Regions from separate parts of the Mus musculus genome. Here all the other regions are linked to region 1. Evidence: chromatin contacts called from public HiChIP or PLAC-seq and promoter capture Hi-C data. All regions are on one chromosome and are shown on one strand. Each heading gives the region's core, a stretch centred on a gene start, on an enhancer-like site or on the middle of the called end of the contact. The rest is flanking DNA. Distances are from core to core; before and after follow the strand shown.

Evidence for each region. Promoter capture Hi-C pulls out the DNA fragments that hold promoters and counts their contacts. HiChIP or PLAC-seq counts read pairs in DNA pulled down with a chosen protein or histone mark.
Region 2: a promoter capture Hi-C map of pre-B cells shows a contact between it and region 1, with 2.7 times the contacts expected there. The contact joins the promoter of Gripap1 here to the promoter of Mid1ip1 in region 1. A contact is called at or near these places in 2 of 39 promoter capture datasets (erythroid cells and pre-B cells).
Region 3: a promoter capture Hi-C map of pre-B cells shows a contact between it and region 1, with 2.6 times the contacts expected there. The contact joins the promoter of Suv39h1 here to the promoter of Mid1ip1 in region 1. A contact is called at or near these places in 2 of 39 promoter capture datasets (erythroid cells and pre-B cells).
Region 4: a contact with region 1 is called in a promoter capture Hi-C map of liver, with 2.3 times the contacts expected there. The contact joins the promoter of Ddx3x here to the promoter of Mid1ip1 in region 1. A contact is called at or near these places in 4 of 39 promoter capture datasets (the C10 cell line, erythroid cells, liver and 1 more).
Region 5: a contact with region 1 is called in an H3K27ac HiChIP or PLAC-seq map of embryonic stem cells, with 4 times the contacts expected there. The contact joins the promoter of Ftsj1 here to the promoter of Mid1ip1 in region 1. A contact is called at or near these places in 2 of 39 promoter capture datasets (liver and pre-B cells) and 1 of 115 datasets of contacts at active chromatin or transcription factors (embryonic stem cells).
Region 6: a contact with region 1 is called in a promoter capture Hi-C map of liver, with 6 times the contacts expected there. The contact joins the promoter of Usp9x here to the promoter of Mid1ip1 in region 1. A contact is called at or near these places in 3 of 39 promoter capture datasets (liver and pre-B cells) and 1 of 484 Hi-C or Micro-C datasets (CD4 T cells).
Region 7: a promoter capture Hi-C map of pre-B cells shows a contact between it and region 1, with 7 times the contacts expected there. The contact joins the promoter of 5730405O15Rik here to the promoter of Mid1ip1 in region 1. A contact is called at or near these places in 5 of 39 promoter capture datasets (the C10 cell line, erythroid cells, hippocampal neurons and 2 more).

What each region holds. Positions count from the first base shown.
Region 1 is chrX:10,715,298-10,719,421 of GRCm38.p6, reverse strand. Mid1ip1 (Mid1 interacting protein 1 (gastrulation specific G12-like (zebrafish))) reads right to left here and starts at 2,057. Exons shown (of 2, transcript NM_026524.4): 1 at 1,718-2,057; 2 at 1-1,435. The coding sequence starts at 1,192. The coding sequence ends at 644.
Region 2 is chrX:7,788,261-7,792,384 of GRCm38.p6, reverse strand. Gripap1 (GRIP1 associated protein 1) reads right to left here and starts at 2,392. Exons shown (of 26, transcript NM_001290455.1): 1 at 2,317-2,392; 2 at 249-315; 3 at 48-109. The coding sequence starts at 2,358. Gm39487 (a long non-coding RNA gene) reads left to right here and starts at 2,445. Exons shown (of 3, transcript XR_003953042.1): 1 at 2,445-2,519.
Region 3 is chrX:8,072,903-8,077,026 of GRCm38.p6, reverse strand. Suv39h1 (suppressor of variegation 3-9 1) reads left to right here and starts at 2,267. Exons shown (of 6, transcript NM_011514.2): 1 at 2,267-2,483. The coding sequence starts at 2,465.
Region 4 is chrX:13,278,874-13,282,997 of GRCm38.p6, reverse strand. Ddx3x (DEAD box helicase 3, X-linked) reads right to left here and starts at 1,976. Exons shown (of 17, transcript NM_010028.3): 1 at 1,841-1,976. The coding sequence starts at 1,885.
Region 5 is chrX:8,250,039-8,254,162 of GRCm38.p6, reverse strand. It overlaps Ftsj1 (FtsJ RNA methyltransferase homolog 1 (E. coli)), which reads left to right and starts at 1,757. Exons shown (of 13, transcript NM_001290430.1): 1 at 1,757-1,991; 2 at 3,126-3,283; 3 at 3,525-3,594; 4 at 3,677-3,767. The coding sequence starts at 3,163.
Region 6 is chrX:13,069,515-13,073,638 of GRCm38.p6, reverse strand. Usp9x (ubiquitin specific peptidase 9, X chromosome) reads right to left here and starts at 2,141. Exons shown (of 45, transcript NM_009481.2): 1 at 1,906-2,141.
Region 7 is chrX:13,040,011-13,044,134 of GRCm38.p6, reverse strand. 5730405O15Rik (RIKEN cDNA 5730405O15 gene) reads right to left here and starts at 2,120. Exons shown (of 3, transcript NR_038158.1): 1 at 2,026-2,120; 2 at 479-578.

The sequences.
Region 1 (4,124 bases), core at 808-3,307:
CCACAGGACTACTGTACAGTGTAACAGAAAATCATTAATAAAGTAGTACCGGTTACCAACAGTGCTGTTTGTGCGCTTATCACAATGGAATCGACGAAGTTTCAAAGCAAAGAGATCTGAAAGACTTAAGACAGGGTCACTGTTACAAAAAGAAATAGTGCAAACAGGAAAACTGACGCAATCCTAGCAACGCCAAGGCCTCCTCTGGCAGCTCAAGGCAGGGCAGCAGGAGGCTGAGCCCCGCCTCCCCCAAGCACCCGGCTAGAAGCTGCCCTCCCATGTGTGGCAACCCAGCACTGTGCCCTGGCATGGCCCTTTCTCAGGCCCTTCTCTTCCGGAAAGAAAAACAGAAAAGAAACCCCAAGAAAGGCACAGGCTGAATGAAGGACATCGGCCCAGTTCCATTCCCACCAACACAGAGTAGGCCCCCTCCGGGGGTCTTTGAACCCCCCTCTCTGGCGACTACTTTCCTCTGCTCTCGCGATGAGGCCCTCTTCTCCACACTAACCCCACCAAGTACACAGCCCAACTTTACAGTGTGCCCTTCGCGCCCCACAACCAGGAAGAAAATAGCTTGGAGGAAAGAGAGGGGTGGTAGAGCCGACCCGAGAGAGGGTGCTGGGCAGCGGGGACAGCCCCCGCCTCAGTGGCCCCAATTACTGAAGCCGATCTCCTGCTTGTATCTATTGGTGAGGATGTTGGCTTTTCGGGTGAGTTTGGAGAGCACGGTGTGCAGCCCGCGCAGGTGGTAGTGGAACTGCTGCTCCAGATCTTCCTCGCCCGCATCCGCGCTCTCCAAGTGACTCAGGCCCACCAGGATGTCCTTGGGCTTCCAGGTGCTCTCCTCGCTCCCGGCCGGCGGAGACGAAGGCTGGTGCAGGACTCCCCACTCGATATCATTGCGGATGGACTTGAGCAGCACGTAGTGGCTGTACATGTCCCGGGAGGGCGCGAAAAAGCTTTCATTGGCGCTGCCCGGGCTTGGGGCCGGGGTCGTGCGCTCCTCCAGGCAGCCGCCACTGCCGCCTACCTCCACGCTGACCTCGTCTATCTCCGGCTCGGACAGGGGTACGTCGCGCAGCAGACTGGGCACCATCACCGTCTGGTCCATGTTGTTCACCGCGCCAATGAAGCGATTCATGGCGTTAAAGAGCGAGTGCTTCTGGTTATATGTGTCGCAGATTTGCATCATGGTGGCCGAGCGGGCGCGGAAACACAGGGACGCTGGTACACGGAGATAGACCGCTGGCGATGCCGCCTTCAAGCGCTCTCAGAGGCTGATGCCGGGAGCCTGCTTGAAGCCGGTGTGACGGGATTCCCAGATCCTTCTCCGCCCTCTCTAACTTGCTTCTTTCTCAGCTCAGCCCTTCGTGAGGCCCGGCTGCTCTTATCTTTGGCTCAGGATTGACGGTGGGTGGCTGGGTCTAGCCTTTTTCTGCTTGGGAGACAGAGACGAAAAGAACAAATTACCCACCCGGTTAGGATGCCCGGCATCCGGTCCGCGCGATGCTCCCACCCTGACCAAGGCTGGCCAGAGAAGGCACAAGGGTGGTTCCTTGGGACCAGCCGGTATCACCTCCTCCAATACTAGCAGAAGACCTTTGAAAAAAAAGGAGAAAAAAATCTCCCCCATCCCGGACTCTCTGGTTTCTCCCTTCTAAAACCTAAGCGAAAGCAACCATATTAGCCCGGGCTGCCAAAGGGCGGGGACACCCACCTCTTGCACTGCGAAATCCCCTGGTTCTCAGTGCTTGCGTTGCGGACGGTGGCTGCCCAAGGGCGCTGCTGCGGTCACTGATCGGACTGTGAGTAAGGGCGACTGTGGTTGCTCCGGCCCCCTGCCCATTCCAGGTGCTCAATTTATAGTCCGGGAAAGGTGTCCCAGGCGCCCAGGACCACCCCTGATGTCTCCTCCTCCTACCTCCTCCAGCAGCACAGATAAAAGGTCCCAGCCCTGACCGCGAGTAACACTCGCCCAACCCTTTCTACCGCGGGGGCGGGGCACGCCGGGTGGCTCCGCCTCTCGCCTGATACCCGGGCTAAGGCAGGGCGGCCCAGCAGGGCAAGGCAGGGTAGGGCTGGGAGGATGGAGCGGCCGCACCCCAGCACCAAACCCAGAACAAGCTGTTTGGGGGAGGGAGGGCGAGGCACTGAGCCCAAGGAGCCGCCGTCCAAACCAGAGGGCGGACTGGCGCGCGCGGGCTGGGCGGGCTTGGCGCGCACTCTCCGGGTGGGATGACCGGAATGCTTGTGTGTCCGGGTTGCAAAAGAGCCCCTCAATCCTGAACCTAGAGTGACTGCAGTCCGGAAATTTAGCCTCGATTTATTATTAGACGTCGGGTAAGAGGGATTCACAGCTGCCCTGACTCCATACTTGGGAATCTTATGTAAGAAGAGTTAGCAGGACATGCCGGATGCACGTGGACATGGGGTGCTCCCTCCACGGCCCAGGTCGTGGTCAGCTGCAGGGGGATGGGAACACTGAGGCATTTGCTTCCCTCCTGGCGGGGTCTTTCCTACTACTGCTGCCAGGTATGAAGAGCACCCTGGTCATCTGATCTATAGTTTTGTGTCCCCCACCAAGAGATAAGAGCATGGCAATGGAGTGTGAACTTGGGCCTTGTGGCCCTTTTGGCTATCAAAAAGACTAGGAGAAGGTGGCAGAAGTTAGGACTGGTGTTGGGTATATCTTATCATTTAAAGAAAAAAAATGGGAGTATACCCAATAACTTTCTGGAGTGTGTGTCAAGTGCTCCTTTCAAAAGATAGTTCTTAAGCAAGGGTTACTTAATAAGCCTAAGCTGTGTACCATAGCCCTGGATCTACCTTTCAAGTTTTACACTTGAAACTCCTCTTTCAGGTTCCCAGCCCTGAGCCCATACTCATTTCCCATCTCATTTCCTTTGCCACATCCCTCAACCTCCAGTCAGCTCTTCCATTCCTCCAGATAAGATGACTCAGGCTTCTAATTTTAAATTTCTTCCCACTAAAGTCTTCGGGGGGAAGTTTTAGTATGGCATTCCCCTGCAAGACAAAAAAGCGCCCCAAACAAGGAGAGACACTTATGCATGTGGGTTTGTTTGTTTGTTTGTTTTTTCTTGAAGGACTGGTACTGTCTACCGAAAATCATGTCTCTTTTCAATTTTGAAGGGAACAAGAGCTGATAACAGACAGAAAAGTCATTGGTAACTCTAGAACCCAGACTGGCAAATCTCCATCTCCCTCTGGTTTACTGGTTCTAGATCATAACCCATGCTTCCAATGCTTTCTTATGTATGTATGTATGTATGTATGTATGTATGTATGTATGTATGTATGGAGACACAGTCCCAGCCAGCCAGCCAGCTTGATTTGGAACGACAGCTACTCATCCTTCTGATTCAGTGTCCCATGTTCTTTTAAACATGAAATAATGTTTGTTATCTGCCCCGTGGAGCTAAGGAGATCAGTGGAAAGAAGAATGTAGATGGGAAACATGCATTGTGTAAACCTGACACATAACAATAACCTCAGCCTTTCTCTTCTTATGCCCAGATTTGAAAACTTTTCCACCCTCTGTTTGTCAACAAAATGGAGTGTCTCCCATGAGAGAAAAATTTCCAGTGTTGCTTTAGCAATAAAAAGGAACTTCTTCTTGGGCTATGGCAAAGGGTTCTATTAGGGTTCAATGAGGTATCGGCGGTAAAACTCTTCACTGTGTACACTGTAAAGTACTTAGGGCTTCATCACAGTTTAGAGGCATTTTCTGCCAAGAGTCTGAACCCTTAAAAATAGGGAAATAGGCTAAGATGAACCAGAGAGGACCTCACCCTCACCTTTACCACTTCTTCTGCACAGAGGTGTTCAAAACAGTCCAGGCTTGTTTTAACCCTTATGGCAGACAAGAGCCAAGGAAGAGAGCTTTAGAAAAACACATTACCTGGTTACCAGTAGTTGATGTTTCTCATAACTTAAAATGTAGTTTGACCCCTTCTGAGACCCAGACCCTCTGGATATTTTAAGTATGCACCCTAATGAAAATTTGGAATTGCTTTGGGTTATTAAATGCTGGAATCCTGCCTTCTTTTCTCTAACAGCTCCCAGAAAACGGAAATCCCAACTGCCTAGTAAAGGCATCCCACTTT
Region 2 (4,124 bases), core at 1,143-3,642, 2.9 Mb after region 1:
AGGGGCGAAGCAAGTGGTGGGTGGATGGGGTAGGCGGAGGGAGGTACCTTTTGAGCTTTACTGAACTCCTTATCCAGGTAGGCGACCTTCTGTCGAAGACTGGAAAGTTCTGGTGCGGGGAAAGCAGGGAATCTCAGCCTCAGGCGGTAACAAGGAACTGAAGGGTCATCTTATCAGGCTTCTAAAGGAAAACCTTTGCCTCAATTCCCCCCAAAACCACCCCATCTATTGACACTCGCTTGGCTCACCAACACCATTCTTCCGAAGTTCATCCGAAAGCTGGTAGTTATTTGTCCGGAGCTCCAGGAGCTGAGTCTTTGGAAGGAGCCAAGAAACAAAAATATTTATCAGGAAAGCATTCCTACCCCCACATGAGGCAACCAAGCCCCTAAGCCCTAAAGACTGAACTGGTATCCCCTAAGCACTTCCTCAGTTGCTCCTTAAGATCTTTGGATACTGTATTCTTAAATGGGCAACCAAGCCCTGAGCCCCAGCTCCACCTTGTCCAGCCCCATTTAGAACCACAGCCAGCCTCAACCCATCATTTCCCCACTGATCCATTCCCCACCTGGACCACTGAAGGGTATTGGAATAGTTAGGCTGCTGTTCATATGAGTTCTTGTGACTATACACGCAGATGAAATCATCCTGGCTGACCTCCTTACACCCTGAACACTGTCCTACCTAGACCCGGGAGGCCCCTTTGGCGAGGGGCGGGGGGCTTTAAAATTCCTTCCCAAGGAAAGAGAATCTGGTCTTTTTCCTTCCCAACTTCCATGAGTCAGGGGATGTTGCTCAAGGTCCTGTGGAACTGCCAAGGTTTTCAAAACAAGTCAGTGTCCCCTTAAGTATAGAATTAAGAGGAAGTGCAGCACAGGCCACTTCACACAATACATGTATATCCACCAGCCTTGGAGAGCCCTAAATCTGATTCTTCCCAGAACCACCCACTGTCCACTACCCCTGGTTTTATGTCCCTCTCAAAGTACCAGCTCCACCTTTCTCAGCACACTGGTTTGCTCCAGATCAGATCAGAAGGCTTAGCTACTATAGGATCTTTCTTATTCTGTTCTCTTCAGGACCCCAATAGCATTTCTCCTAATCTTTGGCCAACTGGAATACCTTTCTATTCACCTTGAAGTCCCTCTCCAAAGCCCAATAGTATCTCCTTACACATGGCTCAAATAGGATAAACGTTCCTTGCTCAAGTATCTATCTATCCACTTTTTACAAGATGTCTTCAATGGGGGTGACATTATGTCTGTCCTTCAGGATCTCTCAAATGCCCTTGGGCGGGCCAGTTGAACTAGTTTTATTCAGAATCTTCTGCAATTTCCAGTGGTCCTCCCCATTTATGGTCCAATGAGCTCACTCTTACATCTTCAGTGTCCCTCAAGCAGACTAACTAGCTCCCAGGCCAATCGAATATTTCTGCTCCCTCAAGTGTTCTGCCCCCAACCTATAGGACTCTAAGGTTTCCCCATTTCAGTCTTTCCCACTAAGGCTCCCTCACTAAGTGTCCATTCATTATGCAGTGCTTCTATTCCCTCTCGAGATGCCTGGAAAAGGATCAACAAGTCAGAGGACCAGGTCAGACTACTCCCCCAAACCCAGTGATGTCCCCTTCCCTGAACTCCCAAAGTATCAGTTTATAAATATCCTCCGGCCCTTCCTCTAATCTGAGTTAATGGTATTACCTACTCAGAATGCTCATCACCCTGGGTCTAAAGGAATCATCCCAATCCATGCAATTATGCCAACCCCTCCTCTTAGGATCTTCTAGCATCAATGGCACAACAACTCTAGGGAAGAGATCCACGGTCTTTCCCTACTCCCCTGGCTTAGTAGTATTGGTATCTCCCACAAACTTTCCACCTCCCAGTAGTTCATGGTCTTGTCCTGTCAAATAACCAGAGGCTTCCCCCCTCCCCATGACGCAAATGCCTGCTTCTTTTCTCTCCCGACCAAATAATTTCTCCTCAGAATCTCCATCCTTTAAAGTCTAACATCATCACCATTTAATGGTATGCCCTACACATGGACCCAAAGATCCCATCCCGATTCCGGACTGAGAAAGGTATCGCCTAAAGACGTTCTACATTCCTTTTGAAAAGCTAAAAGAATCCAACCTTCAGAACCCACATAGAATCTTCGAAATCACTAAGATCGCCACTCAGAGCCTCGGTTTCCCTTCTCCAGACCACCCCCTTATACTTAAGACCCATTCCAACCAAATCTTCAGAACCGATGGCTGGTCTTGTCTCTACCCCGCCCCCAGTCTACTAGACGGGTGGTCTTCCCCACATCCAGCGGCACCTGCATCCGTTGAAACTCCTCTTCAGACAGAGCTTGCGCCATGTTCCTCCCCCCATCCCCCGCAAGCTTTGTGCGCAGCCGCAGCTTCTGCGGCCTGTCAGTGCTAAGGTCGGAGCGAACCACTGACCAGTAATTGGAGGGGAAGAAACCTAATTCAAATGTTCAGCATTTTAGAGATGGAAAGAAGAGAATGATGCTCAAAGGTCAGACAAATTTTACTTTGATTTTTACAGAATTGTAAATTGTCTGTTATGGCTTTTGAGCATTTATAGATTACTCATTGCTATGCGACATTATGGTATCCCTGTATCTTGGGTGGACTCGTCGGGAGGGAAGTAATCCTCTGACGGAAAATTACCCTTCCGCGACGCTCCTTTAAAGAGAAAGTGACTTAATAATCAAGGAAGTGAAAGCGGAAGCTTCCTCGGGTCTTGTTCCGGCCCTCCTACGGGTGACCCCAAAGGGGAATCCCGCCTCACGTAAAGTCCTTGACCACCCACCCCTCATTTTTTTTTAAAAAAAGGTCTGACAATGATTTTTATTAACACAGTGCTTTATCTCATATTAGGGAAAAGATCTAGTCATTGAGAAAGCTAAAAATTCACGAGGAGAACAGTAGCGAATAAAACAAAACCAGAAAAGTCCATTAAAAATAAAAACAAAAGCTAGCTCCATGGAAAAGAGTCCGGTAGCACACTCAAGGTTCTGGCTGTGCTCCCCAACGCCGAAACAAAACATCAGAAACAAGGATTTAAAAGCGCTCTAACCATCGCCGACCTGAAAGCAAGTGTTGCTCAGTGTATTCTCATAGAAATGAAATGATTTCCCTGCTATGGGAAATATATTCAAGCAGGGCCTTTGTAAATTGAAAGATTTTATTGATATAGGCTCTCTCTCAATATAAATGCAGTCATTTAAAACGATACCATTCTTAGACTTTTCAGACACCTATGTCGTCACAATCCAGGGAGAACACTTCCATCACTCCTTAAAGGTTCTTTCAATCCATCCTCTTTCTACAGCCAGAACAACATTGTTTCTTTTGGTGCTATAGTACATTTGTCTATTGTAGAATGTGATTCAATGTATTCCTTTTGTATTTCCATTTATTTTTCGCTTTTGGCTGTTGCAATTCATCCAAGTTGTGTTATCAGATTTTTTTCTTTTGTTAGTGAATAGATTTTTTTTTTTGAGGCAGGGTTTCTCTGTATAGTCCTGGCTGTCCTAGAACTGGAAAGTTGGAGTTTATTAAGAAACAGTTCTTTTTTTTTTTTTTTTCTTCTCCAAGACAGGGTTTCTCTGTGTAGCCCAGATGTCCTGGAACTCACTCTGTAGAACAGGCTGGCCTCACCACTGCCCAGCTAAGAAACAGTTTTTATTTGGGTATGGTGGCACACACCTTTAGTGGTCCAGCCAGAGCTCTGTGAAAGAAAGAAAGAAAGAAAGAAAGAAAGAAAGAAAGAAAGAAAGAAAGAAAGAAAGAAGAAAGAAAAGAAAAGAAAGGAAAGGAAAGGAAAGGAAAGGAAAGGAAAGGAAAGGAAAGGAAAGGAAAGGAAAGGAAAGGAAAGGAAAGAGAAAAGAAAGAATGTGTGTTTAAACATAGATCTAAGCACAAACACATAAACAGAGAGAGACAGCGAGACAGTTCTCACCAACGGACATGGGTACAGGCTTCTCAAGGGAAGTTAGTGGGGGGTTCCTGTTGTCATTGTTTGCTTGGTTTTAGTAGTGATGAAAATCAAACCCTTGGATTTGTGCATGCCAAATAGGCACTCTGCACTGAGCTACACACTCAGACATACACACAC
Region 3 (4,124 bases), core at 1,018-3,517, 2.6 Mb after region 1:
TGCCCCATTCGGTATCTTAAATCACAAGGTTAAATAACTTCCTGACATCAAGAAATGAGTCAGAAAACTTGCTAATCAGTAACTTTTCTTGTGATTTACAGACTCCAGAACACCAAAGAAACTTTAGAAAATAACAGTTTACATGTCGGAAAAGCAGGCCACTGTGGAATTTATGACCATCCAGCCCTCCTCAAACTAGAAAGATAACTTTCCTCAGCTCCCTCAGTTGCCTTATACCTGCAGACTCTAAGCAAAATGGTCTCCGTTTGAGATAGTATCCTATCTTCTTTTGTTTGCCGACTTTCTAAATAGATTTTTTTCTTTGTTCCCAATCTGGCTTTTTCCAGTCACGAGTAAATGAATGTGGGTGCTCTAATTACAGAGGTAATCTTGTCGATTTCAAGCTGGCTGATCAAAGAGTATGGAACCTCCAGCTAGGCAGCTATTTCTGATGGCTGGTTGTCTACCTAGGCTGAGTCACATGATACTGAGCATTCTGACTAAACATCCACAGGTAGTACGGTCAGTGGGATACCTAGACTGACTACCTGCTTATCTGAAAAGGTGAGAGGGAGAATGAATGAGTCCCGGGGTTAGCTGAGGAACAGCTCTGTCAGGAAAGCTCCCCCGTCCCCCTCAGATACATGCATGGTTGCAAAGTATCCTGATAGAATCCAAGTCTCTCTGAGGAACCTAACACTTCAGAAGATTGACCCATAATGGAAATGAGAAAAGATAGAGTCATTATAGGAACCCAGCTTGACTTGACCACAGCCATTTTAGTCAACTTCAGTGGTGGTAGGGCACAGGGCCTCAGCATACTTTCCAAACCTATAGGATAAACAAAGCCATTAAGATAAGGCAGGCTCCAGCTGCAGATGTAGCAGAGAATGACCTTATCTGGCGTCAATGGGAGGGGAGGCCCTTGGTCCTGTGGAAGCTCGATGCCCCAGCAAGTAAGGGGATGCTAGGGTGGTGAGGCGGGAGTGGTTTGGTGGTGGTAGGGGAGCACCCTCATAGAAGCAGGGAGGATGGAGGATGGGATAGGAGGTTTCCAGGGGGAAAATAGGGAAAAGGTTTAACATTTGAAATGTAAATACATAAAATAACCAATTTTTAAAAAAAGGAAAAAAAAAGAAAATCTAAAAAAAAAAAAAAGATAAGTCAGGGAAGCATTTCATGATAACTACTGATGCCCAAATTACTTTAAGCTGATATTTAGTGAAATGGATTTAGAAAAATAATTGATGGGCCACATTGAAGTTTGTGTAGCACGTAACTCTGTCCTCCTGCTGTGCAGTATAGGGTTTCTCATGTCTTGTTGACACTAGAGATATGAATACGTCTGTAAATCTGTAATAATTGCACTTTGCGAAATCCTGGCTCTTTCTAACTCTTCTGGTATATGTGCGTGTTACTGTGGACTGTGTACGTGTGCATACACATATGTAGGCTAGAGGTCAACAGCAGGCATCTCCCTTGATTGTGATCCATTTTCTTTTTAATTCTTATTACATTTATTGGGTGTGTGTATGTGTGTATGCAGACACATATGTAGGTCAAAGGTCAATGGTAAGCATCATCCTTGATTGATCTCATTGTATTTTTTTTAATATTAAATTTATTTGGGGTATGTGTGTATACACCTACCAAAGTGCAGGTGTGAACAGAGGACAGCTTACAGGAATGGGTTCTGTCCTCTAAGAGCAAGCTTGGGGCTCCTGTCTCCCTCCTCCAGCACTTTGTCGCTGGGTGTGGCTCTTACATGGGTGCTGACAATAATTTGTCCTGACCTAATCCCAGTCCACTTCGGGACATGGGTGGCCATTGGAGTTTGAGACGTCTCCTTCAAGGAAGATGGAGAAAGGGCTGCCTGGCTAACAATGTGATGGGGACAGTTTGAGGGAATAGCAGGCTGCCTGACAAGGGTTGTGCTTCTATGAACTCAGACGGCTGCAGGGCACAGATGGATGCTACTATTGACTGAGTGTGAATGAAGAAGCGAGTGATGGAAACGGACATCTGATGGCGGCGACCGACTTATTATTTATTTCAATCAGGTGACTGGCTGAGCACCTATATATATGGCTCTAGGTCCACCCTGGCAGTGAATGCCTGCGCGAGGTTAAAATAAATGACTGGCAGAATTGGGGTTGCACAAAACAAGCCCTTTATGACTGGCTGACGCCGCGATTGGCTAGCAATATGACTGACAAGGGGCGGGTCCTGGAGCAAAGGCAAGCTTTGCTACTGCGCAGGCGCACTCTGAATAAAGGCAGCGAGCACGGGCTCTCGAGACCACTCCTGGTGACGGGAGGAGTCCAGGCACAGCTCCGCGGTTGGTCCGAGCCGGAGCTGCGAGCGGCGAGGAGCGGCCAATCGACTGCGCGTCCCCGGCCACGCCCGCGCGCGCTCTCTTCTCGCGAGGCCGGTTAGGCCCGAATGTTGTTAGCTGTGGAGAAAGATGGCGGAAAATTTAAAAGGTGAAGCTGTGGTGCTAGAGACGCGAGCTACTGGCCCGGCCGAGTAGAATGGAGGGAAGGTGGCCGGGGCTCCAGGCCAGGCGTCCGGAGCTACGGAGCCTGGAGCTGGAAGGCCGGCGCGGCAAACGTGGGGGCCGAGAGCGCGGGCCCGGCGCGCGGGCAGGGCGGGGCTGAGGGGAGGGGGCGCGTGCTTCGGCCGCGGGGGGCGCGGGGCTGCGCAGGCCGCGCGCGGGGTTTCTCGGCCGCGCGCGGCTGGCCGGCGCGCCTACGCGCGTGAGAGAGAGTCCTGAAGGAGAAGGTTGCGGCCACGCGCGGGAAAAGGCGGCTCTCAGTGACCGTTACCCTTTCGGTTTCCACGGGAGACGCCGGAAGGGGAGGAAGAAGTGGAACGGACCCCCTTCTCAAAATGGGGGAGCCGGCGACTCTAGGTGGGAAAGGGATCGAGGCGAGATGGGGGCAGGGTTTTCGGGTAGACGAGTCTCCCCGGAAAGCGGGACTTGGTGGGGGGGCCTCGGTGAGAGGAGGGCTCGGCTCCTCCATGTGCAGGAAAAGAGGGGTGACTTGTGCGTGCTGGGCGGGCTCCTCGGCCTCGAGTAGAGCGCTGAGAAGAGATTCCACAAGTGTGAGCCGGAGCTGCGGTGGGGAGGAGTGCGGCTGCTGGCACTGCAAATGGTATTTGCAGGCCACTTCTTGGGGCTTTCAAAGGCGTTCCAGACGCAGGTTAGAGGCTCCGGGAACCGAGAGGCCTCGGAGGAGAGGGATTAGTCTCTGCTGGGCCTTGGATAAAAAAGGATCAGTGTATATGTACGCAGTGATCTTTTTTTCTTTTGAAGTGTTTGTGTGTTCTTAGGTTACCATCTAGAGCATCTTATTAGGATTGTTTTAGATTTGAGTCGTATGATGGGAGGAGAAAAAAACCATCCTTAAAAGATGGCATTGGCTACTGACAGCATACACCTAGCATCAAGTGGTTTTGTGACATATTTTGATTTTTTAAAAATGGCTTCTAAAATTACGTTGAAGAAGGGATGTGCTCTGAAGCAAAAAAATGTGTATACTTTAAATCCGCTTCTCTTGAACAATAATTTTGGTGACCAAGAGTCATTGTCGGGGCTTACCTACCACATGTATTGTTTACATGTTCCTGAATTGAGAGCAGATCCCTTCGAATTGAGTTGTACTTTTCACCCCCGAGACAGGGATTTTTTTTTTCCTTGAGACAGACTACGGCTGTCCTAGAACTCAGAGATCAGCTTGTCTCTGCCTTTCCTGGGTCTAAAGGTATGCACCACTATGCCCAGTTTAATGTAATATCTTTCTACAATCTTTATAATTACAAAACCTAAAGTCCTTTGAAATAAAAGTCTTTCTTAAATGTGTCACTAATCATGGCAAGGGATTTTTAAAAGTGAAATTATTCAGTGAGAATATTTAATGTGAAAAATCAAGGCTTTTGCTATAGATGTGTTTGCTGTTAATGTGTTTTGAGTATAGATGGCTTAATGTCCTATGCCAGGAATTCGCCTAAAATTACTTGTGTAAAATTCCCAAATGTTTGAATTCCAAAATCCAGTGGCCCAGGAGTTTCAGATAAGTGAAGACTTTATAGCAACACCTCTGTTTGTTGCCCTAGGGATTTTT
Region 4 (4,124 bases), core at 727-3,226, 2.6 Mb before region 1:
GACATATTGTCGATATATAACTACTATCTATTTAGGAGTATAAACCACAATTGAAAAACAGGAAGAAAAAAAAAAAAACAGGAAAGTTGGAACTGTTACGTTTTAAGGAAATGTTACTCGATAAATCTGTGCCGATACTTGCAAACTACTAGTATCGCTAAGCTCCCTGAAAACAGAAAGCAGATGTAACCTCTTTGTCATTAGAAAAAATGTTGCCATGCCTTGATACTGTAACTACCGTTTAAAGCCGCGTTTATTAAAATCTGAGTTTTGGTTTTTTTTTACGAGTTTTTTAAATGTGCTCTGGTTTGCCTGCAGTGTGAGGGTGTCTGATCTCCTGGAACTGGAGTTACACAGGCATGACCTGCCACGTGGGTGCTGGGAATTGAACCCAGTCCTCTTAACGGATGAGCCATCTCTCTAGTCTACGTAGGTTTTTTTTTTTAATCATTTGACATTAATCGAAGCAACAAAGTTGCCAAATGCACTGTTGGTACTCATTACAAACTTGAACCACTCCGAATTCCTAAGCTTTCGAAGTTAAATCCACTACCAACTTATGAAAGGCTCTTGGAAATATAATTTCCAATATAGTTCAACAATAGTATCATTTTAGTATAAGTATCATTTAGAATGGAAAATGTTACCAGTGTCCCTTAAGTTACAATGTGTCACAACATGGAAGATTTACTGTAGCAGGTCATAGGTCAGGCAGAAGGCACCAGACCCTCATCTCCTTGGCCTCTAAATCTAGAAATGGAGTCTCGATTAAGTAATCAGAAACCAGGCCTGACCAATCTCCCAATTTTACTTCGATGGCAGCAACAAGTTATCTGTTGCCATATTCTGGGCATTTTGCCTCTAGAGGATCCCAGAGTGGGCCATCACTCGCAAGGCGCGTGGTCCTCCCTTGCGCCCAGGTAAAGGGCGGGCGTGCCCGGCTCGGGCCGCGCGGTCGTTTCCTGGAGCCTAAGGCTGAGCAAGGGCCGCGCCGGGTGGCTCGCGTCACCGCCAAGCCCGGCGCAAGTGCGCACGCAGCGGCCCTGGCCTCCCTCCCCCTCCTCCCCCCGCCCAATCCGCCCTGAAATTTCTGCGTCACAAAACTTTCCACTCGGGAACCGCGGCCTCCCCTGCCGCGACGCACCGGGCCGGCGGGGCCGAAGCAACCCAGCTGGCTTGCAGGCGAACCCGCTGGCGGGCAGACCCGGGGGGATGGGGATGGGGGTGGGGGGGCGACCGCGCAGCACCGCCGGCCTGCGCCACACAAAGGAGGCCGCCGCCATTAGCCCGCGCAGAGGCCAGCCCCCCTCCCGCGGCGCCCCCTCCCACATTCCAGCGCCGCGGGGCCACTCGGCCAGCCCGCGCGCCGCCGCCAGCTCCCTAATTTCCAAACCACAGCCACTGGGGCCATGGAAGCCCAAAGCCCCGGAAATCCGGGGCCAAAACCATCCACCCGGGCCCCGCCACGCCACGCGGGGCAATCTCCCCCCCCCGACCGCCCCGATCCCCACCTGCGGGTCACTAATCAACCAGGGGACGCGCGTGCGCCCGAATGCGCGCGCCCCCTCCCCCTCCGCTCGCCTGCGCACAGACACAAAAGCCGCCATTGTGCTCGGGCCAGGGACAATACCGCGCACCGAGCCGAGCCGGAGGAATCACCGGCTCTAGCACTCCCCCCGCAAGCATCCAGTCCCTCCAGAGCCCCTAGCCACTGGCCACCCGCCGGCCCGAGCCGTCCAGGGAGACGGGAAGGCAAAAAGCAGAACTTAAAGAGCTGCGCCACAAGGCAGGCTAGGGCAGGGGGCAAAGTGATGCAGCGACCCCCGCGGCTCAGGCTCACCTGCTGGTCCAGCCCGAGCGCATTTTCCACTGCCACATGACTCATCCCTGAAGAGTACCGAGAAATCGGAGTCTTCCGCTGCTGAGCAAAGGCTGCCTCTACCGCAAAGGCCCTCTCACGGGAGAACTGCGGCTTTGAAGCGCACCGCGCGGCCACCGACCTTATATACCGACTCGGAGGACTGCTACGTCAGCACGTAAGACGTGTGCCCTCCTCTCCCGGGCGGCCGGCCACTGCCGTTAGGAGCTCTGCCTGCTTACGGTGCGTTGCTCGGCTGAGTCCCGTGAGATTTCCTAATCAGTCCAGTTACCCGCGTCCTCGTCGGCTCATAAAGAAGCCTTGGGTATATGTGGTTCTGGTTCTCCTGGGTTTGCTATCCCCTGGTCTCCACCGGTCCCCTAATCTTACTGTTTTCTCGAGATCTCGCGAGAAATGATTGCTGACCGTCCTCTAGCCTTAAGGCCCTAAGCTTTAAACTAGGTTGATTGGCTGCTCCTCCCCTGTGTACCCAGTTTTCGTCCTTCTTTCTAGCACTCGTCCCTTCCTCTCCGTCCCCGGGCGTGGAGATGATGCAGTGGGCTTTGTCTGGCCTAACTAATGAGCCCTGGCTCTGCGTGGAGGGCAGTGGGATCACGTGACCGTGGGTGTCCAGCAAGGTGGCCATCTTGTGAAGAAGGGAAACTCGCTTGACTAGTGCTGGGAATGGGAGGGAGGGACGGGAAAACTGCGGGAGGGCGGGGAGGAGAAAGGGGGAAGGGAACTAGAAATGAGAAGCAGAAAGGTGGAAGGCTGCATGGTGACCCGAGTCCATCTGAGCAGGGACTGTAGGGGATGTGCGGGTTGCTGTAGGCTTCAGATCGCCGTTGCCTATAGATAGCATCACTCCCACAGCCCCACTCTGAAGGAACAATAAAACTATCTCACGCGAATCTAGAGCCGGCAATCCAGGACCCTCCCGGGACCCGGAGCCTCTCTCGTTTGTGAAAGAGTCACTTATTGTAGGCCCCTGTGTCCTTCCGCGTGGCATTCCTGGCACCAGCCTGTGGCTGTTGGCACAGTAAGGGACCCCAGGGAGGCGAGAATGTGTGACTGGACACAACCTGTGTCTCCCTGACCGAGATAACTTGCCTCAGGCCTCTCTCTCCACTAGACAGAATATGGAGGAAAAAGGGGTCTGTCATCAAACGGGCCGATTCTGGTGGACCCCGCTTCTAGGCGGACCACCCCCCAAGACTCAGCTTCAAAAACACATACCCTTAAACAACAAAACCAAAAGAATATATTGAGCCCTCAGCTTTTAGGCAATGGCAGCACACAAGTTACCTAAAAGATACTCCTTTCTGACCCTCAGTTTCACAAATAAAACACAGGACTCAGCACCCCCCCCACCTCAACCCCAAACCCAACCCCCCCACCAGGGGCCTTCTGCTGCCAGAATTCAAACAATTACTTCTCATCACATAGTTTACTGTACAAACTCTTCTACTTTTCCAGTTTGTAAAATTGAAACTGAACTTTTAAAGAGATACGGAAACAATAAAACAATCCCTAGGCAAGTTGCTTTTCGGCTTTTGTTCTCAATTTTCCTCCTCTATAAAAGAGACCACTAGACTTCAAACCCCTGTTGTTTTTACTATTCATTTTGTGTAACAATTGAATGTTGCTTTTCAGTTAATGATGGCAGCTACATTTGAAGCCAACCTAGATGATGATGTGGTTTTGTGTCTACATGGGTATCCAGTGGACCAATTCTCTCATATATGGAATTGATCTAGCACGCCTGGCTCTGTTGACCACATACCAGTAGTCCTCAGCAGTATTAGCACCCTCAGATGCACATATTTCCATAGTGCCCCTTTGAAAACCATTAGACCCAAGGATTCCTATCGTCCTGTGGTGGTTTGAAGAATGAGCCAGCGCACGTATGCATGCGCGCTTGCGCACAAGCAGGCGCGTGCGCCCGCGCGAGCGCGCGCACACAGACACACACCCTCCCACTCCCCCATTCAGGTTTGAATACTTGGTCCTGAGTTGCTAGAACTGTCTAGGGAGAATTAGGACGTATGGCCTTGTTGAAGGAGGTGTGTCACTGGAAGTGAGTTTTGAAGTCTCAAAAGACTCCTGGATCCCAGTCCTCTTTGTGTGTGTGTGTGTGTGTGTCCCCACCTTCTGCTAGTGGTTCAAGATGTGAGCTCTCAGCTGTCCTGCCATCATATATTCTAAGCCTCTGAAAGCATAAACCCAACTGAATGCTTTATTTTATACGTTGCTTTGACCATGGTGT
Region 5 (4,124 bases), core at 508-3,007, 2.5 Mb after region 1:
TATGCATAATAGATACTCAAAATGTATCACTTCCCAGTTATCTGACTATATCGCATTCATTTCCTATGTTCTTGAAGCCATTTCTCTTTTTGTATGGTCGAATTAATACATAATGATGTCCTGCTGCACCTGTGTTTAGACTACACATGGGTGACTTAAAATCTGACCAGATGATAGATAATATGTAAACCATGGAAACTAACAAATGCTACAAACAGGCCCAATCCCCTACCCTGCCAGAAGCCAGTTAACCATTTACCAGCGCATTGCTGAGAGCACTAGAATAGTGCCTAATACACAGTAAATACTTTCAATTATTGTGTTTCATGCACTAGGTCATGACATGAGCACACACACAAGAACACATACATAGGGGCTGGAGAGATGGCTCAGTGGTTGTTGGGATTTGAATTCAGCACTTCAGAAAATGAATTTTTAAAGAACATATACATATTCATACATGCATATATGCTTTAAACTTTTATTCGCCGGGCAGTGGTGGTGCACGCCTTTAATCCCAGCACTTGGGAGGCAAAGACAGGCAGATCTCTGAGTTCGAAGCCAGCCTGATCTACAGAGTGAGTTCCAGGACAGCCAGGGCTATACAGAGAAACCCTGTCTCGAAAAAACAAAAAACAAAAAACAAAAAGAAAGAAAGAAAGGAAGGAAGGAAGGAAGGAAGGAAGGAAGGAAGGAAGGAAGAAAGGAAGAAAGGAAGAAAGGAAGAAAGGAAGAAAGGAAGAAAGAAAGAAAGAAAGAAAGAAAGAAAGAAAGAAAGAAAGAAAGAGAGAGAAGGAAGGAAAAAGGAAAAACAAAAAATACAAAACTTTTATTCATTCATACATGTATTTATTCATTCGTTCGTTCGTCCGTTTATTTATTTATTTATTTATTTATTTATTTATTTATTTGGGGGAGGGGGCGCGTGACAAGTGCGCATGTTGGGGATCAAAGGACAACTTGCAGGAATCAGTCTTCTTCCATCCATGACCTTGTGTATGGGGAATCGAACTTGGGTGGTCAGATTTGGCGGCAAGAGCCTCTACTCAGTGCGTCTCGCAAATCCGTAGACATGCTTTTCAGTGGTGCGGGTGGAGGCGGTGAGGGCAGTGGTGGTGGTTAAAATGTATTAAAAAGTATTTGGAAAATATACAATTAGAAAAGGATGTGCATCCGATTAACACCGTGAATTCTAGATAGGTGATTATCCCTTCTTTTCAGATGAGGAAACTAAAGTTCTAAGGTGGCAAAATTGAAAGCACTTCAGTCAACCGGTAGAAGTAGGATTCAAAATTGCAAATCGTATGCGGTAGCTTCCCGGTAGTAAAATTCAAAATTGCTCGCCGTAGCCTCCAGGTTAGCTTGCTTTCGCAACAGACTTTTCACTTCGCGTGGTCACGCTCCACCCCCTTTGCGTAATTTCCTTTCCCTCCAGACTTAAAGAAAAATGGGCGTGGTCGTGCCCGCTGAATTTTGGGAAATGTAGTACATAGGTTAAATAACCGTCCCGATGTAAAAGGGAAAAGGCGGCCAAGTAAGTTATCTTGTCTGAGTGAGCGGGCGATGGGGGAGGGGTGGAAGTTTCCCACGTCAAGGTCTCTCCGTGTAGCCAGACTAGCCGAGAACTCAGGATCTTGCTCCGGATCGCAGCTATAGGACCCTGGCCTTGAAACAAAGAACAAAGAGCCGGTTCACAAGCCTTGCAAAACTATTGGCCAGACGATGTCAGTTGCATTCTGGGAACTGAAGTTCCTGTGACCGGGATATGTCGACACAAGATGACGAGACTAACGTCATACGTTGTGCTCCGGTCTGGATCTCCGTGGAACTGAACTGTTTTACAAAGCAAACTTTACCGCGTGGCGACAACCTCTAGGCGTGTACGACAGGCCTTCGGGTCCACTCCGAACACCAACTGGAGTCTGTAATTTTCAGTTTGCAAACTGTTCTCGAGGCTGGTGAACAGCCACGCTCTGTATCCAAGAGCTGAGGTAGGTCCTAGGGCACTGATGACTTGAAAGGGACCGAGACTGGAGGCATGCCTGCCCTGTCTCCAACTCGGGATGAGGGGATTCACTCTCGGTACTGCAGCTGCATAGTTCAGTCAAGCCCCGAGAAGCTTGCCTAGAGCAGGGAACTAGATTGTTAGGTGAACTCGAACGGGGTGCAGCATAGAGCTACACAACTGATCTGCTATCTGCTGGGCCGACTTGAAGGGTATTTGGCGGTTCTGATGGGCTGATGGTCTTTGAGGCTCTGCAGATGGTCTTAGGGATGTTACTAAAAGATGGGTCTTGAAGGTATTACACTCGTGGTGCTGTGTCTGCTGGAAAATTAATGAAGGCTAATAATAAAAGTGGTGGCTATTTGGCAGTTTACATAGTAATCGTATTGGTGAGGTTCTGGAGAGAATAACAGGTGCGTAGGCAGAGTGCTAAACTAATGGGGTCAGTGACGAAAGACAAAATAGAAGCTATATGAGTGACAGAGGTAATCTTTGTATTGATGCAAAGGATCCCAAAGGCCACTCGTGTGATCTTTGAGAGGTTGGTTGGAGGGCTGAGTTAATGGAGCTGGTAAATTGGTGTAATGGAGCCCTAACAGGTCATGGTCCTCCAGGCATTAGTGGGGATTAAGGTGGTAGTAACTAATGACTGGAAGCTTAATCTATGATGGAATTGGTGGACTGCAGAGTGGAGAGAGAGAGAGAGAGATTAGGCTATGGGAGATGGAATGAGGTTGTGTCGGGTAATAGGTGTGAAAAGCAAGGACTTAATGGAGGGAGTAGTAGGGTTCTGTGACTCTAAAGATAATGGAAATAACTAGAGACGGTCAGGTGTTGATAGAGATGAAATGGGCAGAGAAAATGGTTGCGAGAGAGATTACTTGTGTAGTGTGTCCGTGACAGTAGTTGGAAGAGAGCAGAGTCAGTAGTGGGTCCTCTGTCAGTTAACTGTGGAGTCTGTGATGTCCCTCAGAGATGGGGACCTAAATGTGATCAGAAAAAGGGCCTGAGAGTTCATGATAAGGTCCTGGGCTTCGGGTTCCATGTGTTGAATGAGCTGACTGTCGTGTGGGACCCATGAACTCAGTTAGCTGTACTTTGTTTTCTTTGACCTGCGCAGGACAGCATCAGCACACACTGTCTGCCAGCAGACTGAGATGGGACGGACATCTAAGGATAAACGGGATGTCTACTACCGCCTGGCCAAGGAGAATGGCTGGCGGGCCCGAAGCGCTTTCAAGCTCCTGCAACTGGATGAGGAATTCCAACTCTTCAAAGGTGCCTAATCTGGGGGCTAAGTGACCTGGGAGTGGAAGAGCAGGCTGCTTCTGAAGAACTCACTGTAGTAGCTGGGCTGACTTGGAGCACGGAGACGGGGAAGGAGATAGACCACAAAAGAGGAGGAGGAGGAGGGCACAGGGGCAGTGGGTAGACATAGGTTCTCCACAGGACAGAGGTGACTTTTGCCGCATCTTCTGGTCATGCAGCTGAGCAGTATGTCTTCACTGTGTGTGCACAGGTGTGAAGCGAGCGGTTGACTTGTGTGCAGCCCCAGGCAGCTGGAGCCAGGTGCTGAGCCAGAAGGTTGGGTGAGTGGAGGGGCTAGAGGGTGACCTGGGGGGCGGGGGAGGCGTGGGGCGTCAATCCGATGCTGACATGTGCTATCCACAGGGGCCAGGGTTCTGGTCAGGTGGTGGCCGTGGACTTACAGGCTATGGCTCCACTGCCAGGTGTGATACAGATACAGGGCGACATCACTCAGGTGAGTGAGAGCATGCCTACGAATATTGGGGTTATCCTGAGTGACTGCCTTCGTTTGGGGGACAGTAGAAAGGAGAAGAGAAACAAGACAATAAAAAAATGAGAAAGGCTATTTAATCCTCGAATTTTAAAAAGCTGAGGGTGAAGGATAATAAGACCAAAGCTGGCCTGAGTTATCAAAGGACTTCGAGATGGCTTGAGCAGGCAAAGCTGGCCTGAGTTATCAAAGGACTTCGAGATGGCTTGACAGCAAACCAGGTGACTGAGTTCAATCCCAAATGGTGTCCTCTGACCTCCACATGCGTATGTACCCAGACACGCACACAATTAATGAACAAATAAATGCAGTTTTAAAATA
Region 6 (4,124 bases), core at 892-3,391, 2.4 Mb before region 1:
TGAAGCGAATGAGCTCTTTTATTACTGGCTACAGAGTTCCCACGTAAGTACACCCAAAATAATTCTTCATAAGTCAAATTATACAAAAAAAGAGAGATGCAAGGCTGGTGGGTTTTAAGGTTAAAAAAAAATTATTTCGAGTGCCTCTCCTACTAACAGAAACAAAAATATTACCAAAACCCCACAATTCCTTCATTTACAATCAACGACCCTCTGTGGCAATTACACACACCTGTAAACTGTGGCTGTGAAAATTCAATTAACGGTGTTAACTACAGAACTTTCAAAATAATTTAAGCACGTCGTATCTAAAAATCTTATCTTCCAGTCTCTGAAGAAATCCAAACAGAAACAAAACCCCCAGCTTCGCACCTGTTTAACTTAAATATTTCACAATGAATGAAAAACAAGCCATTTATCAAGCCTGCAGCCTCACATCACCAGCATCTCAAGGTTTTATCAGTTACAAACTTGCACATACTAGTATTTCCTTTCTTCGTCTTCGTTTTTTCCTCCTCCTTCAGGAACAGCTAAAAATACAAAGGTGGTCGGTCTACTGTCGCTTGGAAGCGATTTCGGCATCAAAACATCCTTCCGGGCCTTTGGCCCACCGTGAGCAGCCGGAGGGGGCGAGGGAGGTGTGGGGGAGCGATAACCGGCTCGGCCTTCTCAGGGCACTGGGCCGCTGAGCGACTGCGGGTTATCGCGGGAGGGCGGCGAGGAGGCCAACTCGTCCGCGGGCCTGATAGCCAGGCGTCGCCGGGGCCTAGCGCTCCCGCTCCAAATCACTCCACCTCAGTAATGGCGTTCGGTGTCAAGTGGAACAGGCCGAGGGCGTCCGCCGCCGGGTTAAGGGGCGCGCGAACCAACCGTCCCCGCCCCCGCCCGCGCCGTGCCCGCGCCCCCGCGCGCTCCCGACCGACCTCCCGCGCGGGTGGAGGGGCGGCACGGCGCGCCGGAGTCTCCATCCTCCTCCTTCTCCTCCTCCTCCTCCTCTCCACTCCCGTCAGGCAGGGAAGGGGGAGGAAGGGGGAGGGCCGGAGCCGTCAGCCATTTTCCCTGCCAGTCCAAAACACACACGCACACACAGCGCCACGCTCACTCACGGACACGGACACACGCTCGCGGGACGCCGGCCGCGCGCACCACGGAGGCTCGCGCGCGCCCGCGACGGCCGGGGCTCGGGGCGACCCCCAACCCCGGCAGCCAGGCCCCCAAGGGAGGACCGCTTACGCACACACACCCCCTCGCGCCGTCCTCCCCAGCCCTCCAGCCAGCCGGAGGCCCTGGGCGCCGCCGGGCTCGGTACTCACCAAACACAACCCGGGAGTCTCCTACGAAGCGGGCCACGCGGAGGCGGGAGACGAGATGCAAAAGCTCGATCCCGGGACCGGGCCTAACCTGGGAGCATCCCAAGCCGGGGGCTGGCGAGGGACAAAAATATGAGAGGCTGCGGATGGCGGGCGGGCTCGCGACGCGCGACGCGTACCGACCAGGGGTCTGGCCCTCACCCTGGCCGCCCTAGGGCAGCGGTGACCACGGCCGCCGCCTCCCTCTCGGCCGGCCGCAGCCCTCTTCCCCCTTCTCCCCTCAGGCTCGGGCGCTGAGCTCAGACAAGCTCCGGGCGGTGCGTTTCTCCTGCGTCACCTCCTCCTGCTCCTCCTCCTGCAGCGGCAGTTTCACCTTCCCCTAGTCGCCGCCTCTGTCCCCCCACTCCAGGCCTGCTCGCTTAGCTACCGCTCCTGTCCTCACTCCCGTCACCCACCCCAAGCCCTGGGGCGGTAAAGGCGGCCGCCTCCCTGGAGGGCGAGGCGGCGGCGGCCGACTCCCGCGAGGCCTGGGAGCCGGTGCAGGCAGGGAGGGGGTTCGCTGGGACAGGGAGGAGGGCCCCAATGGGCCGTTTACCGAGAGCTTGCGGCTCCGCCACCGGCGGACTCTAGCTTCCGCAGCCTTGGGTACCACAGCCTCGTCAATATGGCGAACCCAACAAATCAAGAAAGAAAAGAAAAGACAGAAAGAAAAAGAAAGAAAACCCGCACGGCCGGTGGTGGTGGCGGTGGCGGTGGCAGTGTCGGAGGCGGCGGCGACGGCGGCAGCAACAGCAGCGGCAGCGCAGACTCCCACTAGTCTCAGCACCGCCCAAGGCTCAGCGCTTCTCCGCCCCCATCAGGGCCCTCCCCCTCCAAGCCCCGCCCTCAGCGCCCGGCCCGGCCCCTCCCCTTGCCCAGCCCCCCTCTGGGCCAGCTGCCCCCTCTCCCTGTCCACCTCAGGCTGTTGAGGGAAAGAAAGGAAGAGCGCTGTGGGCCACTAGGGGGCCCAGACAAGGCCCCGTCGCCTGGAACACTGCGAGCTGGGTGGGGGAGGGGAAGACAATGCTAGGGAAAGATCGTACCATCGCTTCCGGACGGCCACTGCAGGGGGTCATGCGAGGGAGCCAGAGACCCTTACAAACCGTAGGGGACCGAACCGAGAGCTGACGAAGGACTCGGACCACTCCAAAGAGGAGGGTGGAGTGGGGGGAAGGGAGAGATCCGGCATGCGGCCTGGGCAAAGGGACTGACTGTCGGGAATGGCAGGGATGTGGACAGGAAAGGGTTAATAAGCACGCAAGCTGCAGCCGCGTCGCTAGTTTGACTAGGGCTGCTTGTTTTTGTTCCATTGTGAACCATGGCCCCACCATCCAGTGCCCGGATGGTGACGTCACCGGCCTCCCCCTTTTCCGGGATGGTTCGGAGGATTGGTTGGGGAGTGGGGGGGGGGGGTGACGGAAAGACTAGATTCCTGGGTCCCGGTGCTAGGCGTTTGCACCCGCCTTGCTTGAGGGTCTCGACTGCGCAGCTGACCCATGTCACGTGACACGAGGATAGGACAAGCCACAGAGCAGTGGTGCCAGGTCCTGAGGGTTTGGCCACCTGCACCCAGCCGATAGGGGGAAGGTGTGGCTTGAACTCCAGAGCGGGGTCGCGGGGGGTGGGGGGAGCTGCTTCCCACTCCACTTTGAGGGAGGCGCTTTAAGCAGCTCATTCACACGATCCTGCAGCATCAGTACCTAAAAGCATTTCGTCAGTCTTAAAGGCATAGTGACTGGGACTGAGAACATTTTGGACACCGGAATCCTTACAACAGTAAAGACAAAAAATTATACACCGTCCTAGACACCTTAGCTACTCAGTAATACTAAATGTAGCAAAATGAACTTCTATTGCCATATCATCAACACCATTCAGTGTGAGAACCTGGGAGGGACTTATGAACCCATCCGCTATGTCAGGGACTATTTTCTGCATATTGAGACTCCGAACTATAAGCTGCGGAGGAAGAACTTAACAGAGCAATCTCAAACGTTGTAGGTTTGAAACGATTCTATAATTTACCTAAAATTCACAAATGAAGAGAAAATGAATACAATTACTGATCGATATTTCATTTTGACTTAAAAATGCCTGTTGGCAGCAAATCTTTAAAAATCATTATAAAATACTATAAAGTTAATTACATTTCATATAGAATAGATGAACTTATGCTATAAGCAGTCATTTCTTTAAAAAATTTTTTTCTATTTATTTCATGTATGTGAGTACACTGTACCTGTCTTCAGACACAGCAGAAGAAGAAATTGGAACCCATTACAGATGGCTGTGAGCCACGGTGTGGTTGCTGGGGATTGAACTCAGGAGCTTTGGAAGAGCAATCAGTGCTCTTAACCGCTGAGCCATCTCTCCAGCCCAACACAGTCATTTCTAATAAAGGAATATTAAATGGAATCCCAAAGAATTTAGGGGACAGCATGTTGCCGGTGTAATTTTTTGAAACCATTTCTCTATACAGCACAAGACTGTTTTCACCACAAAACTAATAGCTTACCCTAAACACATTATTTATAGTCCTTATAACTCTTACCACATGCAATCTTATTTATATAATTACTTCCGTGCATGCTTTCCCTTGCTTATGGAGCCTCCAGAGAGAGCCTACCAACCATGTAACACTCTTAATTTGCTAAGTACATGGTATGGTGGGTTTATTTAATCCTCAGAACCCTCTGAAACAGACGGATAGGTATTTCTAGCCTTGACTTTAGATAGGAAAACAAAACGGTTAAATCATCAGTTTAAGATCAACAA
Region 7 (4,124 bases), core at 871-3,370, 2.3 Mb before region 1:
CTAAGTTGCCAAAAAGCACTTGGTAATGATACTTGTTATCATTACTATCATTGGGGAAATGTAAAAATATAAGATACTACTCTAACTTATAAGAATGGCAAAAAATGCAAAGAAATGTGCAGGGCGTGGCAAGGATACAGAAAAATGGGAACTCTCATACATCATTGGGAGATGTGCCAAATGAAATAATCATGTGGTAAAGTATTTAGCAGTTGCTATGCAAGCAATGAGGACCCAGGTTTGTTCCCGGACCCATGTAAAAAAACCTGGACATGAGTGGTACATGCTTTTAATCAGAGCACTCCAGAGACAGAGGCCTGGTCTATTTATTGAGTACTAGGGCATCCAGGGCTGCAGAGTGAGACCTCATCAAGAAACAAAGCGAAATAACAAACCTGGGCATGGTGATACATGCATGTAATCGAAATCCTGGACAAGCTGAGAGCTAGGAGGTCCCTAGGGATTGCTGGCTACCTACCCAGTCTAGCAGAGTTGGTGAGTTCCAGGTTCAGTGACACACCATGTCTTAAAATGTAAGGTGGAAAATGATTGAGAAACACTCCGTGCTAACCTCCAACCTGTATACAGAAAGGGAAAAGGAGAGAAAAATATTAAACATGTGCCTATTTTATGATCCAGCCATTTTATTCCTATGTATTTGGCCACAAGCAAAGAAAGCATATATCTACATGAAAGAGTTGAATATGAATGTTCAGAGTCACTTTATTTATAACAGCCCCAAATTGGGAAGAACTGGAATGTCCATCAACAAATGAAAGGATAGCCATGTTGTCATACAGCCATACAGGGCAATCTTTAAAAAGGGAGAAAAACTATCTATAGGTATAGTAATATGGATGAATTGCAAGTGAGTTATCATGTGTGAAAGAAGCCAGTCAATAATTATTACTACAAAATTCTAAACAAATTTATTTTGTGATAAGAAGTAGATCAGTAACATGGGTGTGATATGGCAAGCCTGTAATCCCAGCACCTAGGAGGCTGAACCCTGAAGACAGAGAGTTGGAGGCCAGCCTGGGCTACCAGGCAAGAGCTTGAGCCAAAAAAAAAAAAAAAAAAAAGAAAGAAAGAAAAAAGAAAAAAGAAAAAAAAGCCTGAGCCCTGGTTGCCTGGGGTGAGGATAAGGGAGGAATTTGAAAGGAAAATTAGGAAATTTTTGTGGTGATAGATTTGGTCACAGTTTCGGTTGTGGCGATGCTGTAGTGGTGCGTGCGTGCATGTGTGTTCTATGCAATCATATATTTTAAATATATACACATCCTTATAAAGTAATCGCACCTCAGTAAAACCATAGAAACTCCCAGAACTGACTTTATTGTCCTTCCCCTGAAACAGTGCTTCTTTCCTCTTACATGCTATTGAAAGCAGGGAAACAACATGGTTGGCAGGGATATATCTTTTCAAAATTTTTTTAAAGACAAAAAAAAATGAAATAAAATAAAATAAAAAACCAACCAAGAACCTGATTTTCTAAAATGTCTTCCTATTGACCTATTCATTTATGGATTCCCATTCAGTTGAAAAGGCCTACCAAGCCCGCACACATCCTTTCATGGTTGTGATGACGTATGAAAAAAAATACTGTTAGGCCCTGGGCTTCTAGAAAAATGGAGTAAAATGCACTTTCCCCAGTACCACTAAGAACACCCAAAATGCCTAATTTCGATATAAAATAAGGTGGAGGTGAAAAGCAGAGCTATTGAGGGCTACCGGACCTGATGAACACATGACCGTGGGTTTCCATACCTTCCAAACTGGTTTTGGAGAAGCCAGCACCCCAGAAAGAGCAGGCACAGAGAGAGAAATGAAAAACAAAATAAACAAAAATCCCACCCTGCAAGAAAAGTCTGATTTTTCTATCTAGACAGAAAACTTCTGCACAATGACAGCTCCATTTCAGCCAAACACTACAAGGGGGTAAAAAAATCTCAAAAGTCTGTGTGGCCCCACCCTTAAGCAGGAAAAGCTCGAGCCTTCTAACAGTAAAGAGACATTCCCACACACCCCTTGCCTCAGGGAGATAGCAGGGAAGGCAGGAGTCCCAGCGCTGTGGCCTGCGGGGAGGCTAGGGCGCCTCCCATTCCTTGGCTCTGCTGAAACAGCCCGGACTTTCCCCTCCTCCAAGAAGATCCGAGGCGTCCCGCCCCCTCCGCCGACGTCACCCAGCCAGGGGTCTGAACTTTCACCCCCCTTGCAGCGCTGACGAGTTCCTAGCTACCGCCAGATTACTGGAGGCAATGTGGAGGCGCCACAGAGCGCAAGGCGACTGGCGGTTAGCGGCCTAGAATGGAGCCAGCATCCTGTCCCACCCCGCCCTGCCCCGCCAGCCCCGCCCCGCCAGGCAGTCACACGTAGTCCAGGAGCGCAGGCGCAGGTGCGAGCGTGCGCGTGCGCACACGTCAGCAAACGCGGCTCTCGGAATCTGGAACTTAACCCTTCCTTGCCTGTAGCTGGTTAGTTTGAGCTGCGTAGGAGAGACTTGCTGAAACATAGTATTTAACTAATATAACGTCAGTTTTTGAAACATACTCTCCATACTGAGAATCGGGGAATTCTCAGCTTGAGTGGGAAACGACAATTCACTAAGGTGACAGGATTGTTAGAATCAACTGGCAAGGATTTAAAAACAGCTGTCATTTGTAGCCCTTTTTTGTAAGCATGTTTGTTTGAAACAAATGGGGAGGAAAGTCTCAAAACTCAAAATTTTTTGAACTGAAAATTACAATAGCTTACAGGCAAAAAAAAAAATTAGACTCAATAGCAGAATCTAAAAGTCTAGGGGGAAAATCAGAATTGATCCGATTAGAATAGAATTTACTCTATTTAAGCAAGGAAAGAAAGTAGACTGGAAAAAAAGAATAGCCCTTCAGGGACATGGAAGATAATATATTAAAAATCTAAGTTTTTGATCATAAGAGTTTCAAGAGAGAAAGATGAAATTAAAGTAGTAATCAAAGAATGAATGCCTAAAATGTTCTGAAATTTGCCCAAAAGGCATAAACATATAGATGCAGAATATGTGTGTCTGTTGTTTTTTGGGACATAGTTTTTCTGTAGCTCTGGCTGTCCTGGAACTCGCTCTTGTTTGTAGACCAGGCTGGCCTCGAACTCACAGAAATCCAGCCTGCCTCCGCCTCAAGTGCGGGGATTGAACATATTCACCACCACTGTAGGGCAAACCTGAGAAATTTTTAAGCAGGATAAACAACAACAAAAACCTGTGGTTTATCAGAGCCAAGCTTCTGAAAGTTAATAGAAACTAACCTAAGCACCCAGAGGAAAACATGTTCTCTAAAGAGAAAAAATAGGAGAAAGCAAAAACAGTGGAAGAAAACTGCCATGTTTCTCAAGTGCTGAAGAGAAATTTAGTCAGGCATGGTGGGTCTCATATGCCACACTTAACAGTCTGAGAGAGGAGGGACCCTGGGTTTGATTTCCCAGCGTAGCAAATAAGAACCATGATAATCTTGATAAACATAAATGACAGAGAAGTCTTGGCTATCAGGAAGGAAGGAAGAATGACAGAGTAAAAGGGAAGATAAATACAGTAGACAATGTTTCCTCATCTTGGCCTTTTAAAATCATGTTTAACAGTTAAAGCAATAGTTACAGCACAGGCTTTTGTAGTTCTTAATGTATGGAGGAAATCATTAACATAATTACATTATAAATGGGAGAGTGTTAAGTTACTAAAAGAGGTAAGATTTCTACACTTTATTCAAACCGTTAAAATGGAGACTCCAATAGACAAACCTGTGTATGGATAATGGAATGCTTAGACATTGAAAGTACCAGGCACCCAGGACCAGGAATGGGAGTGGGAGGATTGGAGAGCAGGGGGAAGGGGGAGGGGATGGGGACTTTCAGAGGGGAAACTAGGAAAGGGGATAACATTTGAAATGCAAATAAAGAAAATATCTAATTAAAAAAAGGCACCAGGCAAAGACATACGCAGCAGGACATAATGACATGAATCTGTAGTCGCAGCTACTCAAAGCTGCAGCAGGAGAATGACTTGAGCCTGAGAGTTTAGGAGAAATGTCCATTTCTTGAGAGATGGGGAGGGGGAGGTAGAGAGGGAGGCAGGAAAGGAGAGATAAACA